2 separate regions of the Danio rerio genome follow, and region 2 is linked to region 1. Evidence: chromatin contacts called from public Micro-C data. All regions are on one chromosome and are shown on one strand. The core of a region is the stretch at or near the end of the contact, and the rest is flanking DNA. Distances in the headings are between cores, read along the strand shown.

Evidence for each region. Hi-C and Micro-C count contacts between places; a contact is called where the count stands out from the background.
Region 2: a contact with region 1 is called in a Micro-C map of caudal fin, with 1.6 times the contacts expected there. The contact joins two enhancer-like sites. A contact is called at or near these places in 2 of 18 Hi-C or Micro-C datasets (caudal fin and hematopoietic stem cells).

The regions. Positions count from the first base shown.
Region 1 is chr16:30,357,373-30,360,735 of GRCz12tu, forward strand. No RefSeq gene overlaps it. Among named protein-coding and RNA genes, the nearest start is that of alg2, 12 kb to the left of the region's middle. Within about 2 kb of position 1,314, at least 10 of the 62 cell types and tissues checked have an H3K27ac peak or open chromatin away from gene starts, as enhancers often do. A contact at or near this core is called in caudal fin, where this site is marked.
Region 2 is chr16:30,401,524-30,405,134 of GRCz12tu, forward strand. No RefSeq gene overlaps it. Among named protein-coding and RNA genes, the nearest start is that of alg2, 56 kb to the left of the region's middle. Within about 2 kb of position 1,823, at least 3 of the 62 cell types and tissues checked have an H3K27ac peak or open chromatin away from gene starts, as enhancers often do. A contact at or near this core is called in caudal fin, where this site is marked.

The DNA.
Region 1 (3,363 bases), core at 64-2,563:
CCTAATCGATTTTTGTTGGGACCACGTGAATGAATCTTGTGGAATCCTGCATTTTTATACAGTGTACAAAATGTTCAAATTCAAATTTGGAGGAAATGTTACCAGAAGAACAAAACAAACATGAACATTTGACTCAAACACATACCTAATAATACCTATTTTTAATTTCATGCATTTTATTTTTTGATATATTACACCATTAATGTGTTCGTATATTTATATCATGGACTGCAGGAAGTCATACTGAACACTTGTCAAAATTCTTTGAAATTTAAAGAAGTGTTTGGATGAGCATGTTCACACCTCGAGGTTCAGTTTTTCTTTTTTTCTTGTAACCATTTCCTGAGATCAAACCACTGCCTGTGTAGAGGGACAGCCCCGAAAAAAAACACACACACTCATATATCACTAACACGAACTGCATGCACATCTCTCATACACGTTTCAAAAGGCCACATGGCTCACACTGCTCTTTTTTTTTCTTTCTCTTTCACATGCACACATAAACAGACATCCTCCTCATTTCCTCAGAGGACACGAAGTTAAACACTCACTGTCCTTCAGTGATATCACTTTCCACACATCCTCAGTATCAGATTTAAAGTCATAAAAGTACACATTTAAGGGAAAAACTGGGTATAATCTGCAGGAAACCAGAAGTAGAGCGGATCTGCTTGGAAACCAGGTTGGCAGCGGCAAGTCAAGGTGGAAATGCATTTTAGAGGATGTGGTTCAGGAAAAAAGCACAGTTTGTCTCCACCCCCAAAAGGTGGTAAGGTGGACCCTTCCACTCAGGGAAATTCTGTGTAATTTTGGAAAAAGAATAAGGCGGGCGGGTGGTGGTCAGGTCAAATGGGGTCCTTAAAAATGATGACTCAAACCACTTTTGGTGGTAGGCAGAGACGCGTGTTATGACATCACGTTTGTAGCATAAATGTTACCGTGTTATTGATTAAAATACTCGTCTGTCAGTCATATGTAGTGCTAAAACAATGGTATTAAATAATCTTGCCACTAATATGCAAGCAAAATCTAAAAATGCTGGCGATACTGCTGTTGTGGAAAACCGGAGATGGATGGTAATGCAAGGTGTAAACAGGCCTTCATACTTCAGATGCTTCCGCAGATATTTGGAACAGTGTAGAATCGCATTCACACACGCAGCAGCAGTTTAGGTGTGTCGAGCATTACAGCACAATCTGTCACGTGACCGTCAAACTGTGATACAAAGAGGAAAAAAAAGCTGACAAGTGCGGTTTGACTTCTTGAAGAAGCCATTTAGTGTGAGGACTGTGCAAGAGCCTGGAGGTGATGACATGGTGACATTTGCAGAAGTAGAACAGGAGATTCAGCAGTGGCAGGGCACTCCTCGTCTGTGGGAGGTGGGCCTTCTGAATTCTTGTTTGGAGTTACGTAACATGAAGAGCATTGCGATTTGTGCCAAGGTGGATTAATAATCTTAGGAAATACATTATTCTTTCAGAACTGTTACCATTAATGTTTGTGGTGTCTGCTCATTGACATTAAGACTTCAAGAGTTTACACTTAAATATTGCTTGATAATAATTACAGGTTTGGCATGCTGTCCCAGAAGAGAACCCCGAGCTCGGAGATAATTGAGCCCAGGGCTCCCGCCTGGTCAGTGAGCATGTAAGGGGGTACGAGATCAGGTTGTTCTTGAGAGCTCCCCCTGGTAAAGGAGGAAAAGGGGTGGATGGGGAATTCTTCAAAAAAACTAATATAAGGGAGTGATGCCAGACAGGCTATTTATAGTGAGTTTGGAATAATCTGAAAGATGAGAGACCAGCTGCGATCAATCATATCATGCGCTCCTCTCGAAATTACTTTGTGAAACTTCACTTATTCAGACTAATGATGTCATCGTATTCTATTCACTCATTTACTCACTCGTCTTCTTTCGGCTTAGTCCCTGATTTATCAGAAGTCACCACAGTGAAATGAACCACCAATTACTCACTCTGGCATTTGTTTTATACAGGGGATACCATCCAGTTGCATACCAAAACTGAGTCTACACTAACTCGTGAACCCGCAGTGCTGGGAAACACTCACAAACTCCCTCATTTACACACACTACGGCCAATTTAGTTTTATTGAATTCACCTATATACTGGACACTGGAGGAAAACGGAATACCCAGAGGAAACCCACGTGAAGACAAGGAGAACATGCAAACTCTGTACAGAAAAGCCTCCTGGCCCAGCCGTGATTTGAACCTGCTGTAAGCCACTGTGCTGCTCTTAAAAAAAAATATTGGAATAATTATCGTAATTTAGGTGTGACTTTTTTTTTCATCATGACTTTGAAGTGTGAAAAGGAAAAGTCATTTGTTCACATTTTGGGTGGCCATTGAAAATGCAAACATATAAATTTGTTTTTAAAGACCACATTTTTTAATAAACATACAATGTTTCATGTCTCATATAGCATAACTAAGAAAGTAAACTTTAAAATAATGATGGCATACGCATATGCATTATTCGTTAGGAATGCGACAACCAGATGTGATTAGTACAACCACAATACCCAAGATATATTATATACTGTATGCACAAATACATAGTGTTTCATTACAAAGTAATATCGTCTACTACATTGGTTCTCAAACTTTTTTCATCAAGTACCACCTCAGAAAAAAATTGTCTCTCCAAGTACTACCAAAATGAGCAGTATTGAAATACAGTAGCGTAGTAGGCCCAGTAAAGCAGCTACAACTCTGCAAAGTTAAAAAAAAATGCTGCAGATTACCTCAGAAATATAGGCTACATGTCATATATGGCATATTATATATTTAGCATTTTTGATTAATTTTGAAATGTGTATAGCATGTACATGACATATTTCATTCCACCACGTACCACTAGAAGGAAGCCTGCGTACCACTAGTGGTACACGTACCACAGTTTGAGAACCACTGGTCTACTACTCGCCTGGCATGCAGAATGCAGCATTTTACTACATTTTACTTAATCGTATAAATGATTGTGTTGACATGACTTTTTTTTTTTTAAATGCAATGGAATTTGTTTTTCATTTTTAATGCATTGTTGTCCTTTATACATGCTACCCTTAACCAAATTAACTGTATTCTCACAGCTATATCGATGCATTTTTTGGTTTGAGTGGGACAAGCTGTCGCAAAATATTATTTCAGCATCGATATAGAAATTTGTGGATCTGCAATAGTCACATTGCAAGACATGCTATGTTGAGTTAAGATTATAAATGACCAGAAACTACAAGTCTCCATGCACATGACTCCACATGAGATTGGTGCAGACACTACAGAACTGGCCGTAATAGAGTGAAAGTTTATCATCTGCATGTATTTTTACTGTGGCT
Region 2 (3,611 bases), core at 573-3,072, 45 kb after region 1:
TGTCTGTTTATCTATTCACCCGTCTATATGTCCATCTATTTCATGTCCACTTCAATACATCTATTTCTGTCTATTTATATGTCCATCCATCCATCCATCCATCTATCCGTGTGCATGCCTATCTGTAAATCTATTTTTGGCAGTCTATCCAACCATCTGTCTGTCTGTCTATCCATTTACCTGTCTATATGTCCATTTATCTCATGTCCACTTCAATACATCTATGTCTGTCTGACTGTCTAGCAATTTATCCATCCGCCTAACCGTCCATCCATCCATCTTTCTATCCATCCATCCATCCATCCATCCTTCCTTTCATCCATCCATCCATCCATCCAATCTATGTCTGTCTGACTGTTTAACGATTTATTCATCCGTCCAACCATCTGTCCAACCATCCATCCATGCATCCAACGATCTATCTATCTGTCTGTATGTCCATCTGTCCGTCCGTCTATCTTTCTATATGCATGTCTATCTGTCCATCTATTTCTGTCAGTCTATCAAAATATCTGTCTGTCTATCCATCTGTCCGACCATCCGTCCAACTGTCCATCCATTATCTTTCCATCCATCCATCCATCCATCCATCCATCCATCCATCCATCCTGTCTGTCTGTCTATCTATTCAACTGTCTATATGTCCATTGATCTCATGTCCACTCAATACATCTATGTCTGTCTGACTGTCTAACAAATGTATCCATCCGTCCGACCATCTATCTATCTGTCTGTCTGTCGGTCTGTCTGTCTATCTATCTGTATGCATGTCTATCTGTCCATCTATTTTTGTCAGTCGATCAAAATATCTGCCTGTCTATCTATTCACCCATCTATATGTCCATCTATCTCATGTCCACTTCAATACATCTATGACTTTCTGACTTTCTAGCAATTTATCCATCCGTCCAACCTTCCGTCCAGCCATCCATCCATCCATCTTTCCATCCATCCATCCATCCATCCATCCATCCATCCATCCATCCATTCATCCATCTATCTGTATGTGTGTCTATCCGCCCATCTATCTCTCTACATCTGTCTGCGGTCTGTCTATCTATTCACTTTTCAGTCTATCTGTAAGTCTATCTCTCTGTGATCACTTATCTGTCTGTCTATCCAACTATCTGTCTGTCCATCCATCTCAACATCTCTCTCTCTCATTTTATTTACTGTGATTCACGTTATAACCATCAAAATGTACAAATGAACAGCCAGCATTAAAATATGCCATGACAAACTTTACCGATCTACAATGAACACAATAATAAGGCTGTAGGCCCAATGAGTTCAGTCAACATCCCCACTGAATTGTGCCTCAGATTGTTGTGTATATCTCACATATTAATCAGGATGCACTTCACCAACGGAAGGAAACCACACGCCAACACAAGAGACACGAGACAGGGCATATTTTATGTCTCAGCGCAGAATGACTGTATGCACAGGTATAGTGAGAAAAAAGAACTCATCTCAACGCTTTCTAAAAAAGGACCAAAACCAAAACACATCAAACACATGACATGAAACTGCATCCCATATAAAGTATAGTTAAGATCTACAAAGCATATTAAAAAACGAATATAAGTTCCGATATGACTACAGCGGTGATATTGAGCCTGAGGGCTGATGTCTCTGGAGTGTTTTGCTTCATTAAAGCCCTATATTGGCTCAGAGGGGCTGCTGAGCACAAAATAACTTTAGATTTCTACTGTCAGTCAAAGCAGCGACTACTAACTACTGATGGCCCAGTGAACTCAGGTGTGTGTGTAAGAGTAAGAGAACAGCCCAAGGCTTTACAGGGATGAACAAAGACATTGGGGAGAAACCGGTAACACAGCAGTGCTGCAGGGACACACACATGCACACATGTAACACCACAGACGGTGCAGCTGTCAGAAGCCAAAGCATTCCAGTCATCAGACTGCGCACCGTCTCTCTCGCTGTTTCCCTCTATCATTTATGCCTGGCTTCATTTGAAAAGTACAGGTCAACAACAGGAAAACTAGGAACTGGTTTTTGTAATTGATATGGGTGTTGTTTTTAAAGAACAATATGAAAGATTGCTCAAGTATAACTTGCAGAAGTTATATTACTAACACCTTACATTAAGTGTAATCTGTTACAGTTTTACCCTGTCGCTTTGGTCAATTTCTCAGATCAGAATTGAAATTTGCAAAACAGTAGGTGCATTTCTCAAAACTACACATACAAATAGCAAAACACCATGAATTACCTGCAAAAGCCAGTCTCTTGCTCAAAATAGATAGTTCATCACTCAAAACTAAATTTCTGTGTTAGTGAACGTGTAAGTGCTGTCAGAATGACAAGTGCTTGTGTCATTGTGTACGGATAAGACTACTTATGCTGAGTTCAGACTGTATGATTTTACCCCCAATTTTGACTCGCTGACAGAATTTGAGAAATCGCTGTCAAATGCCTGAAATCACAGGCAAATCTGTAATAATGACACAGTATGAATTATCAAAGACGTGGTCTGAGAGAATAGCCAAAGAGTCGCTGACACCTGTGAGATATTTTGCTTTCTAAATATCTGGAGCTGTCGGCAATTCAAATCATGCAGTGTGAAATGAGTTCTGACTGAAAATAACACCGGCGATTTCCTACAGTCAATGAGAGAGCAGCATCCACTAGAATGGGTACCAGCAGGCCAACGGAAGAATGGGGGAGAAGTTAAAAGCACTTATTTTCAGTCTATTGGAGCCAAAATAAATAAATAAATAAATAAATTGTGTAAATTTGGCAGGATCACCCATGTCTGTTTGACATGCCATCTGAGCAATATCACAACCGGGTTGAAAAAAAAAAAGTTGAGGAGAAATTTATAATTCCCCTCAAACGCCAGGGGCCTCATGTACGAAGACTTGCGTGGAAATCTTACTAAAACATTGCGTACGCACAAAGCTGTAAATGTGCGTACGCAGAAAAAAATTCAGATGTATGAAACACTGCGTACGTCGAATCTCACGCATATTCTTTTGTACATCAGAATAAACGTAAAACTGAGCGCAACATGCTAGAGCACAAAACCCCTCCAAGCCTCCTCCCCCGTATGAATATGCTAATGACTCTACTTTGGCAAAACCCAACGAAAAAGCAACGGCAAAAGCAAGCAAAAAGAGAAACTTTGAACAGAATGTGGATTGGAGGTGCTGCTTTCGGAGGGTAGACCGGAGAAAAGCGGTGTTATTTGCAAGTTTGTTCTCCGGAATTAACAACAAAAGAAAAAAATAGAGTGGGAGAGTTTAGCTGAGTTTAGAGTTTAACATCGCACTGAGTGAATTAAAAAATAAATAGTGTGGTTTATAGGTGTAAAATGTTGCAGCACCCACAACATTCTCAGTGGTGCAGCTCGTAAGACGCATGTCAACATGTTTTGACACGTTCGAGCATGAACTCAGTTCGAATCCAGCGTCTAATGAACTCTTTTTTCCCCGCTACATATCAGATTTTGCCTACTATTTATCACGAGAAAGACAAGTAGGAATCATTAATAAGTCTGTGCATCATATTTTATTTGCACATTTATTGAATGGAAATGTTTCTGATTCACGCATGCAAATTCATCTTCAGATAGTGTCTTTATAGCA